4 separate regions of the Mus musculus genome follow, and regions 2, 3 and 4 are each linked to region 1. A link is a contact called in public HiCAR-type and HiChIP or PLAC-seq data. All regions are on one chromosome and are shown on one strand. The core of a region is the stretch at or near the end of the contact, and the rest is flanking DNA. Distances in the headings are between cores, read along the strand shown. Region 1 holds the start of Coch (cochlin). Region 2 holds the start of Scfd1 (Sec1 family domain containing 1). Region 3 overlaps Ap4s1 (adaptor-related protein complex AP-4, sigma 1). Region 4 holds the start of G2e3 (G2/M-phase specific E3 ubiquitin ligase).

Evidence for each region. HiCAR-type assays count read pairs that join an accessible place to other places. HiChIP or PLAC-seq counts read pairs in DNA pulled down with a chosen protein or histone mark.
Region 2: a contact with region 1 is called in an H3K4me3 HiChIP or PLAC-seq map of stem cell-derived neural progenitor cells, with 37 read pairs. The contact joins the promoter of Scfd1 here to the promoter of Coch in region 1. A contact is called at or near these places in 9 of 39 promoter capture datasets (the C10 cell line, the HPC-7 cell line, cranial neural crest and 5 more) and 3 of 115 datasets of contacts at active chromatin or transcription factors (embryonic basal ganglia, embryonic stem cells and stem cell-derived neural progenitor cells).
Region 3: an H3K4me3 HiChIP or PLAC-seq map of embryonic stem cells shows a contact between it and region 1, with 20 read pairs. The contact joins the enhancer-like site here to the promoter of Coch in region 1. A contact is called at or near these places in 6 of 39 promoter capture datasets (the C10 cell line, the HPC-7 cell line, embryonic stem cells and 3 more), 7 of 484 Hi-C or Micro-C datasets (the G1E-ER4 cell line, brown adipocytes, embryonic stem cells and 1 more), 5 of 115 datasets of contacts at active chromatin or transcription factors (all in embryonic stem cells) and 3 of 9 other capture datasets (embryonic stem cells, liver and pancreatic islet).
Region 4: a contact with region 1 is called in a HiCAR-type map of embryonic stem cells, with 2.9 times the contacts expected there. The contact joins the promoter of G2e3 here to the promoter of Coch in region 1. A contact is called at or near these places in 4 of 39 promoter capture datasets (the C10 cell line, the HPC-7 cell line, cranial neural crest and 1 more), 1 of 484 Hi-C or Micro-C datasets (nephron progenitors), 5 of 115 datasets of contacts at active chromatin or transcription factors (embryonic stem cells and large pre-B cells) and 1 of 9 other capture datasets (adipose tissue).

The regions. Positions count from the first base shown.
Region 1 is chr12:51,591,939-51,594,638 of GRCm38.p6, reverse strand. It overlaps Coch (cochlin), which reads right to left and starts at 1,298. Exons shown (of 12, transcript NM_001198835.1): 1 at 1,234-1,298; 2 at 982-1,034; 3 at 848-901. The coding sequence starts at 1,015.
Region 2 is chr12:51,376,217-51,378,916 of GRCm38.p6, reverse strand. Scfd1 (Sec1 family domain containing 1) reads right to left here and starts at 1,404. Exons shown (of 25, transcript NM_029825.3): 1 at 1,281-1,404. The coding sequence starts at 1,332. It overlaps G2e3 (G2/M-phase specific E3 ubiquitin ligase), which reads right to left. Exons shown (of 15, transcript NM_001015099.2): 15 at 1,931-2,700.
Region 3 is chr12:51,734,548-51,737,247 of GRCm38.p6, reverse strand. The region is part of intron 5 of Ap4s1 (adaptor-related protein complex AP-4, sigma 1); the gene reads right to left. Among named protein-coding and RNA genes, the nearest start is that of Strn3, 44 kb to the right of the region's middle. Within about 2 kb of position 1,262, at least 107 of the 459 cell types and tissues checked have an H3K27ac peak or open chromatin away from gene starts, as enhancers often do. A contact at or near this core is called in embryonic stem cells, where this site is marked.
Region 4 is chr12:51,346,941-51,349,640 of GRCm38.p6, reverse strand. G2e3 (G2/M-phase specific E3 ubiquitin ligase) reads right to left here and starts at 1,411. Exons shown (of 15, transcript NM_001015099.2): 1 at 1,197-1,411.

The DNA.
Region 1 (2,700 bases), core at 49-2,548:
AATCTTACAGTCAGTCGGACCAATTTAAAAAAAAAAAAAGTCTCTCCCACGAGGCAAGAAAGGATGGTTTTAAAAGTTGAGTAATTTGCCTCTGCCAAGGATCCTTGCCTGGACCACGGAAGAAAAGGGAAGACGCAAGGTGCAATATCAATTCTTCAGGCTCGGTTAAAATCCTAACTTCAAATAGGAGCCTTGCAACTCTATGAAATAACCCAAATCTTTTCCCTTTTCAGCGACGGGGGTGGGGGTAGGTGGGAGTGGGGCGACAACGACTCTGGAATCCAGGACCGAGATTGTCCGGAGCTGCTAACACTTGCTTTGTTGGGCAAAAGGTACTTACCATTTCTACTTTGAAGAAAAGCAAGCGTAAGATTTTAGAAGCGAAACTCTCTTACATCGCAGAAAAGACACCGAACCACACTCGGACTTCTACACGTGGAACAAACTCTTTTGAGGCTCCCAGGGAGATAGATATAGGAACCGCCGACGCTGTTTTCCAAAGGGGTTACAAGCACAAACGCACAGCACAGCGAGGTGATCGGATTAGGTGGGACCAGGATGTGAGCAGCCCTCCTCTGTGGGCTGGGACCAAACAGTTGTCCCCAGCCCGGAAAACAACGGAGTAACTCGGGACGAATGGTCCCGGGGCTAGGTGGCGTGCTCCCGGGAAGGAGGCACAAACGGACCCCGGGGACCCTGGCGTGGAAAAACAGGCAAGCCCGAGGGCTGCGCTGGAGATGGGTGAGGGCGGGTCTCCGCCTCTGCAGCCCCGCATCCCTACGCAGGTCCCTAGCCTGCGGGAACTGACCCTGTCCTCCCCATCTCCCTCCTCCCGCACCTAACTCACCCGCTCCCTCGGCGCGCGCGAACCGGGGCAGCAGCAGCAGCAGCAGCCACGCACCTGCGGAGAGAGGACAGCGAGGTGGCTACAGCCTCCGCCCGCGCGAGAGGGCGAGGGGTAGGGGATGGGAGTGTACCCACCGAGGCAGAGAGCAGGGATCCTGGACGAGGGCATGGCGAGGATCTCCGTGGACCTGCGGGAGAGTGAGGCGTGAACGAGGTTCGCCGGGGACCGCACGGCCCTGCGCTCCTCGGAAGCCGGCGAAGGCGGGAGAACCCGACCGCTGCAGTTCGAGCAGCTCCAGACGCGCTGTGCCACCTCGGACCAGCGTGGGGTACGCCAGGACACACAGGCAGAGGCACAGACCCTATGCACCTCCCCGGGTCCCGCACCTGCGTGGGATCCGCCCGGCTACACCCGAGTGCGGCAAGCGCGGCTCCGTGGCCGCTATAAAGACGGGCGGCGCGCATGAGCACTGTGCGGGGGGCGCCAGCAGGGGCTAGGAGCGGTCCCCAGCCCTCCCCCTCCCGCCCCCGTAGGGCGGTGGCCGGCCAGCTCCTCCCTCGCCCCCCCCCCCCGACGGTCCCCGGGGGAGGCCAGCGGACTGGCGCCTCTTCCTGCGGTGTGGGGTTCTCTGGGGAGGCGTGAAGGTCGCCTGTGGTGTCCGGGGACTTGATGGGAAAAGGCGTCGGAGCGCGTTTGGGGAAACGCCTAGGGACACTTAGGGCGTGCAGGGTACTGGACAGAGACGGTCTTAGGAGCCGCCTTGAGGGAATTGAGGGGCTCAGCAGGGTGCAGAGCAGCCAAGCCACCCGGTTCTGAGAACAAAACTTCCCAGCTTCGCGCCCCGTGGGGAACAGTGCCTACTTTAAAAGTAAAACCAAGCAGCATTTGATAAATGTTATGGAAAACTTGTCTTAGGGGCTCGGCCTCTGGACTTATTTTCAGGTGGAAAACGGTTTTCCCTGATGGGTCATTTGTTGTAAAGAGTAGGTACATTGTAGAGTGCTCCTAACCTCCAGACAATAGTTACATTTCTTTTTTTCTTCCTCTTTCTCCAGATTAGGAAAGATTCCTTGTTTGTGTTTCTAGTCTCAAATCTGGTGATTCTATGGAACTTTAGATGTGGTAGTATGTGCTCCGCATTTCAATTATAGCAACTTTTCATGATGGGCATAGAGAAAGAACAAAACACATAGGGCGTGTTCATGACAGACCTGCAAGGTAGCAGAGGAATTTCAGACCTGGACAGCCCCTGCTTTAGGTTTTTGTTGTTGTTGTTGTTGTTGTTTTGATTTTGGTTTTTTGAGCCATGGTTTTAAGGTAGTCTAAGATGACTTTGAATTCATTGTATCCTGCCTCAGCCTTCCGCAGTGCCACGGATGGACCAATCACACCTGGTTACAATACCTGTTTTAAATGTAGCTTTATTCAGCTATAATTTATGTCATAGAATCCATCCATTTAAAAGACAGGATTCAGTGACTTCTAGAAAGTTTATGATCCTCACCGTAGATCAATTTCAGAATATTCAATCACATCCAAAATGATGCCTCCTGGTGAAGAGCCGGCACGCCCTTTCCTCTCCACCACATGACCTCAGCAGTCCACTTCCTCTCCCTATAGACTTGGACATTTATGTACGTGGAGTCCTACACTAGTGCATGATGTGGAGGTGTGACTATGCTGAAGTGTGCGTCAGCTGAACAGCCCTTGCCTGGGCTGACAGAATGCCTCCGTGGTTTTACCAGGCATTTCTTTTATCACTTGGCTGTCTTCTGAGAAGGGACAAAATTGCTTGGTCGGTGATTTGGGAAGTACTCGGTGTTTCTTTTTCTTTTTCATGGCTGCTTGAAAGA
Region 2 (2,700 bases), core at 155-2,654, 220 kb after region 1:
GATTTCTGAGTTCGAGGCCAGCCTTGTCTACAGAGTGGGTTCCAGGACAGCCATGGCTACACAGAGAAACACTGTCTCGGAAGAAAAAAATAACAAACAAACAAACAAACAAACAAAGAAAAAGATATTATACCCAAACTTCTAAGAGAACTTGGGCTTCTGTTTGCTTGCAAATAAAATTAATTATCAAGCATTCTCAAATAATATTTGCTTACCATATTTTAAGTTATGCTTTACCGTTTTACTAAATTACCTACTGAGAAATGTAGAACTCAGTATGTTTTCTGTTAAGTATGCTACATTCAAATCTATCTTTTTTTTTTTTTAACACAAGGGAAGGAATCAGGCACAGTTCAAATTCTATTGCTATGTTGTATTGCTTGTAACCAATTGTTTTTCATACAAATAAGCATAGGTTCAAGAGAATTAAAGTTCTTTATCGCTTATGGACGATTTCTATTCTCTTTGGGAGTTACTAGATAAGTAGTATATGTAAGTCAGTTCTGATTTATACATATCACATTATATATGATATACGTATAGGTAATTATTCTGGGGCCAATATACATACATTAAGTTTCTAGAGTTTACTGAAAATAAGGAAAATCAGGTGTATCTCACATGTAAAAAAAAAAAAAAAACTAAACTAAAACCAAGGGAAGAAATATGTATCTTTAAATTTTTACTTTATAAATGGGTGTACAAATATGCTCTACTTAAGATACAACTGTTCTATATTTTAAGATTATTATCTGTGGAACAACTGAAAGAGGACGCTGTTAATTTGATTTGACATTCCGAAGTCTCTTCCAGCTTTATCACCTGGCATTTTCCATCAGCTTCTCCCAAAGGGTCCAAAGATGATGGCATAAAGTAAGGTGCTCGGAAAAGAATACTTAGATTTTGTAATCATGGCTCAAGTGTCAAAAACAGGTTTTTTTAAAAAAAACCCTAAAACTGAAAGTGAAAACCAAACCGACCTGGGAGACTTGAAATACGAACACAAACCTATAGACCTCGTTAAGTGACAAGACAGGAAAGAAAACACCAGCTGCTGGTCCTTGCCCTGATGGCCTTCTAAAACTCGGCAATTAAAAAATAAGTAGCTAGCACTGTAGCAAGCAGCCTGTGGTAAAGGCTGTGAAGCTTACAGGCATCTCTTCCCCACAACCTCAAAACGGAGCAGCTCTCAAAGCTCAACTCCGAGCTGTACGAACAACCCAGAGATGATGACAGGCCGCTGCTGAGGCACACACTGCAGAGAAGGAAATACCGAGTACCTGTTTGCCTCTCCCGAATGCTGGCCGTGGCCGCCATCTTGCTTCCCACCATCCACTGCCCGGCTGGCACTGGGAGCCCGAAGATGACGTGGCCCTACCTCCCGCGCCGGAAGCAGAACCAGGAGGCGGGCTATGGCGGCAGCCGGCCCGCCTCCCCGGTCCCAGCCCTCGCCTTTCCTCACAGACATTGGTGTTTGCAGATTTCCCAGCAGCGTTTCTAACTAATCGGGGCGAACCTCCCGAGGTCGCTACTCTTAAACCGCTTCTCAGGGCATGGGCGTGGTGGAGCGCTTACAATCTAATTGATAGTGCACTTCTCATCAAGTTTAAATCCTCATAAAAATTTACAAGGCCAAATGAGACGCCAGAAATTGCGTTTTCTTGATTTCCATAACAGTAGTGTCCCTTCCCTCTTTCCTCTGGGGGGGGAGGGGGGGGGGAAACTACAAGCGTGGTAATTTATTCCGTTTGATTTCTTCAGGAAAGGGCTTTGGCCTGCTAGGGTATAAAATCACAGAAAAGCCAAATGGCAGAATTTCCTCTCAGTAGTGCAAATTAAAAAAACAAATGATTGTGAGCAGAATCCGGATGATCACAGCCAGGTTTGGTACATTTAGAGCCCTGTGATTATGAAATAAATCTCACATCGACCATTTTCATAATAGATTTTATTAATGTCAAAAATATATACAATGACAACTTATTACCAATCAATGAACCCACCGATGACACTGCATTATGGATTAATTCTCAGGCAGTCAGATTCTGAAATGAAATCATACTTTCAAAAATTTGGCTTTCAAAATTATACAAATAATTTATCTTATTTTTTAAAATCAAGATTGCATTTTTTTTACAATAAAAACACATTTGACAGATGTAGATACCTATTTTTATAAAGTTACAACAGGTTATCTATAACTACCAGTTTGTGCCCTAGGGGAAGTATCTCAATTCTGGTGTCCATGGACTCTTGAGCAGAATGGCTTTCCCACCTTCCAGTGAGTTTAATCTTACTCACCTGAGAATCCCCACTTTTAAGTACAAATTTGTCATTTGACCATTTAAGTTCCATACTAACTCCTTCCAAGACTATAAGGCACATTATCATAAAATACTAAGACATTTATACAGTGTGCATGTTTCTGTCCAATGGTGTAATGTGGGGAGTAAACATAAAGATATATATATTCATTAGAAGAGTAACTATATAGAACAGTCCTGCAAAGCTACGACCAAGAATGATATTAATGTTGATTATAAGAATAAAAATCATGACTTCAGAGTTAGATTTATTGTAGCTGTTTAACTCCAGATTTTTTGGTTTAAATAATTGAACATCAAGGGATAGTTTTATCTTAGAAAATTTGCTAAAAACAGTTTGTTTCTTGAGTTCAAGGAGCTCTCAGACAAGAAGAGT
Region 3 (2,700 bases), core at 13-2,512, 140 kb before region 1:
AAGATGGTTGCCATGGTTGGATGTTTCTTAATTTTACATTTGAAACCTGAGATTCTGTTTTTAAAGAGCTGTTTGAAAAAAAAGAAACAACTGCTTCAAAGGAAAAACTTCATTGGACAAATTGGTGATTAGAAACACCAGTGAGTTTATAATTAGTGAATATTTGCCAAACAAATCATTGCCTGACATTGTTCAATTCCTGATATTCAAAGTCTCTATTGTACTTGTTCAGTGAAGTCTGAATACAGAGAATGGGACAGCCTGTGAATGACTTCAGTTTCCATTAGACTCTGTTAACATCTCATTAAGTTCTGTGCAAATAGCCCTCTAGCAGAATAAACTTTTTCAGGAGCCGATGGGAACTGTCCCTAAGTGACCCAGAAAAAAAAAAAAAAACCTTTGCTCTGATATACCTATTAATAATATCTTCCAATTATATAGATGATTGCTTTGTCCTAGGCCAAAGTAGGACTGGAATGAAGTTAGGTTCAGCTCTGTTCATCAGAACCAGTGGCCAGAGTTTCTAAGCTACAAAATGGGAACCCAGTCAGGCAAATTGAGCTGAAGCTGGGCTTGGGTGCAGCTCAGTGGGCAGTGCTTGCCTGGCTAGCGCTTGTGACACCCTGGGTTTGATCCCAGCGCCCTCTAAACTAGGAGCAGGAATGCACACCTGTAATCTCCACTCTGGGGAGGTGAGGACAGGAAGGATCACAAGTTCAAGGTCATTTTCCACCTCAAAGCAAGCTAGAGGCCTGCCTGGGATAGACAGCAGCAGCCTGTCTCAAAAAATAAAAAGAAGGTAAGCAGCTCGGGTGGCTGAATGAAACAGGCCCTTGGGCTCTGTAGGCATGGAGAGCAGTGGGCTTTAATGGCTTATTTTCCTGGTCTCTGTATCAGGAAATCCCATTTTATCTGTTTAAATTGTCTCACTGATCAAACTCCTACATCTTCAGCAAAACAAACAGCCGTTGTTTGGATGTCTCCTTGAACAACTGCGGAGTGTTCTGAAACTCGAATCAGACTTTATTGCTGAAGCATATCAGCCACTGGCACCCCCACATTGCAAGGACAAGGTCCTGTGGCGAGCCTGTCTTTCCCAGCCTCCTGGAAACACGAGTGAGCCAGTGAGGTCATGTCTTGTGAGCTCACAACTGCCTGGCTATCTGGCTGGAGTCCTAACGAGCAAACCCAGACCGGATCTCAATGCAAAGCAAAGGCCTGACATCTGACGGCTCCCTGCAGTCACATGCCTCCTTTAAAATAGGAATCCAGCTGTTGTTCATATCTTGATTTGGATTATGAGCAACTTGTACACACTGGTGGAGCCAAGATTAGTAGTGTTTGGGCCATATGCCAGGGACCAAAAATGTATCCTATATGCCAAGCCTATATATCAAGGCAATAGACACAGGCAAATAGTTCAGCTCTGGCATTTGGAACAGGAGGAAGCAAGAATGAACTGGACTGTGGTCCATTAATTCAAGCAACCAGGGAAAGAACTTCCTTCAGCCTGGGTTGAACATGACTGACCCTGAAGACCACATACAACTTTACTAAATCCCAGGTTTCTCAACATGGAAACCCAAGAACATGGATTTCTAAGGAAGGCAAACTGTAACAGAACACTAGATGTGACCTACACACAGAGCTGATCTCCTGCTCCTAAAACATCGGCTTCTTCTATGTTTTATTTTCCTGATTAGGATCTTAGGTGGCCTCACTTGCCTTGAGCTTGCTATGGTAGTTGGAGATGGCCTTGACCTCCTGACCCTTCTGCCTCTGCCTTCCCACATACTCAGTCCTACAGGATTGTTAAATAAGAATATGGTGTGTTAATCGTCTTTAGTAAGTGAAAGAATGGAACAAAACAGGTCAAATGGAATTTCAGAACAACTGCAAGGCACAGCCCAGCCTAGACACCAAAATCACTTCTTCTAGGGAGATGGAGAGATGGCTCAACAGTTAAGAACACCACATAGCAGTTCACAAACATCTGTAACTCTAGAGCCAGGAGATGTGAAACCCTCTTCTGAACTCCTTTGGGTGTTAGGGACAGATGTGACACACAGAAATACATACAAACAAAACACCCAAATGCATCAAATCTAAAAAAAAAAAAAAATTTAAAGTATGAATATAAGCTGTGGGTTTGTCTGTGTTTCTTACTAGCTTGCTTTCCTGGGGTTGACGCAGAGCCTTAGGAATGCTAGGCTAGTGCTCACCCAGTGGACCACGCCCAGCTCAGCACCGGGGGAGACGAGCCCTAACTCCTGCTGCTTCGTGAAACTTGTTACTACTTTTGACTAACATAACCAAGACGCAAGGGACAACGTGAGTAGGACGAGACAGAGAGAGGGCTTTGGAAGAGATAGTAGCAGAAGGAGTGGTACCTTGGATGTCAGAGAACACATGCAAAGCTAAGAGCTGGGGGTGGTGCGTCACAGTCAGCACTCGGGAGGATGCTGTGAGGCGCTTATTCCACATAGGGCGACTGAGGTGCTCAGTCTCAGGGGGACGGTTTGCTCAGTGGACACCACTGCACCAAGGGGACTGGAGTGAGGGTTTCAACAAGCCAGAACTCCTGAATTGATTTCTCGTGTTTGGGACATTCCTGTTTAAATCCCATCTGTCTGGTTTTGTAAGTCTCAGCTGGAAGCAGAACAGTAGTGTGCGCTGAGGAGAAATGTAAATATTTCTCAA
Region 4 (2,700 bases), core at 162-2,661, 250 kb after region 1:
GACTAGTCTAACTTTTCAGTTAAAAGGCATTATCCAAGTCCATCCTCTAGAAAGTTAAAATCTCTGATGTTTGAGTACAGGCCATCAGCTTGGGAGCCCTTATAGGAAGGAGTATGCATACAATGAAGTGTGACATTTACTGATGTGGGTAAACAACAACAAAACACAACCAACCAAACAAACAAACAAAAGGCACATTAGGATACAGAAAATCTACAACAGGTTACTTGCTGGTACCATTTAGGAAGCTAGCAGATCTGACTGCACTGTTTGAGAAAGGCCAGCCAATAGCTTTGTGGCAGACTCATTGAAAACACTTTCAATGATCTTCCTTTTTAATTTTTTTCCTACTTGAATATCGAAAACAGCATTCATTAGCAGGCATGAAAGAGGATGAAGAAATGGTCTTACTTCGGATGTTACTAAGTACCACTTTAAAATGTTTAAGCATTTTTAACGACACCGTCACCCAGTTGGTAAAACCTTAAAAGGATGTTACCTTTTTTCTACAAAACACACAAGCAACCTGTCAGTTTTTAATAAGGCAAAGTATATAACTTGTTTCAAAAGAAAGTTTATGTTTACCGTGTACATCTCAGCTATTCAAAAAAGTGTGGCTTTTTGTCGGGGTTTGTGAGAGTCCAGTTCATCATAAAAGATGAACAACAAAAACAACAAAAAAACAAACAAGCAAAAACGCCCGAAGAAAACTCAATTCCTGAGGCACTGAGTCCCTCTAAAATAACTCGATAATAACAATCACCAAATGAATGAAGAGGGTGAAAAGCGGGGACGGGACGGAACGGGTGGGGGTTGGGGGTGACACTAGACCCTATCCCCATTGTTAGCAAACTTAACATCTGTGAGCCACCGCTGCTACTGTAGCCAGTTTAAATGAGCAATAGGGCTCGGATTTTTGCGGTACACAAGAAGTGTCAAGGTGTGAAAGAAAAATACCCCGGTTTTAAACACAAAGGATACTCGGATTTCAGCTTAAATCCCCTCGAGGCATTTCAAGGCTGTCATTTCTCTGCGGTGAGGGACCGGTCTCAAGAGCAACTGGGAGCCACAACGGGCACCCCTCCGTGAAGCCCTCCCCCCTTCCCTCTTTAATTAATAAAGAGCAGCTCGGGGCTCGACAGCGGCAGGGCGCGGACGTCCAGCGCGTGGAGAAGCCCCCTACCGCTCACACCTACCCGGCCGCCCGTGACACCTCCGTCTGTCCCCGGGCACGTCTTCACCAGGCGCGGGGCACAAGTCCCAGGCTCGCCGCGTTACCGCTCACGTCGACCGCAGCGCTGCCGTACGCCCAACCCGCTCAGCCCCATCCAACGGCTCGCACAATTCAAATTCGTCGTCCACTTCCGTTTGCGACCCGGAACCCACGGCTGCTCGGCCCCTCCCCGGGGAAGTGGACGCAGGGAGGCTGCGTCTGCGCCTTGGCTTTCGGGGTGGGGGTGGGAATGAAGTTCGGGCGTGCGCGCAGGGGTGGCTGCGCGGACCCGGCCAGGAAAACAACTCCCGGTCCTGCACGTCCGCGGAGGCGTGCGGAGCGCACCAGTCACCCCCCAACAGGCCACACGCTGGGAGGAGGCTTGCCCATGCTAATGAGAAGGCGCGCGAAGGCGAATTCTCCCGGCCCTCTCCCGCAAGGAATTCTTTTGCATCACACTTCCCTATTGTCCTAAAAGTTCCTCGCTTGGCTCTGGGAGGTCGGTTTTCTTCAGCGAGGGCCAGAATGAAAATTTTAATCCCAGAGATGTCTGGAGTTTCTGAAAGGATTACATTTGAGGGGGTTTAAGAGACTTCCACAAGCATTTAGATCTTTTAGGCAGATATCTGAAAGATCAGAACTGTAAGCATTAGAGCTAGGATTAATAGCGGGTCAACTAACACCTGATAGAACGGATTCGCACTTGATTTATCCTAGCGGCGCTTCCTCAGCGCCTTTCAAAACACAACTTGAAAGATTTGCTGGATTTCTAGAATCTAGATACCTAACACGAAGGTAGATTGTAATTTTTAACCGATGTAACGTTTTTTAACAGTGGGAAATGATGTTTAACAATAAAGTATGACTCCTCAGCTATTGGATTTTGTATGCTGATACTGAAAGCGTTCAAAGATAAGATTTTGAAATACTAAGAAGCCAACTTTAGAAGGACTATGTAATGCCCTTCTCTTGAAGTATGTATGTGTGTGCCTGTGGCAATACAAAGTTTCAGGATGGGAGAGCAAACTGTACTAATTAATCAAATCTGGCAGTGTGATTGGTAAATAGGGAGGGCAAAAGGGGGAGGAATTTTTTTTAACGTTATAAACAGCTGAATATTCAGATTAAGACTATTTGATACTGCCAAATTTGTGTTAGGAATGGAATATATTCTAAATACAGAAACAGGCAGGGTAAATGAATGTGTGAATGTATCTTAGTTGGCTAGGTTGTTTACATTCGTTCAACAGTAATTGAAGGTCTGGAGACAAGGACCAGCAGCAAAGAGCAGTGGCTGCGTTTCCATTGGTCCTGGATTCAATTACAGCACCCACATGATGGTTCACAACCTGGAACTTGAGTTTCAGGGAATCCGGTCTCCTCAGGTACTGAGCACACAAGATGTGCATACACGCAGGCAAAATACCCGAACACATAAAATAAAATAAAAACAAAAATTAAGAATGATGTAGTCGCAGGGCAGTGGT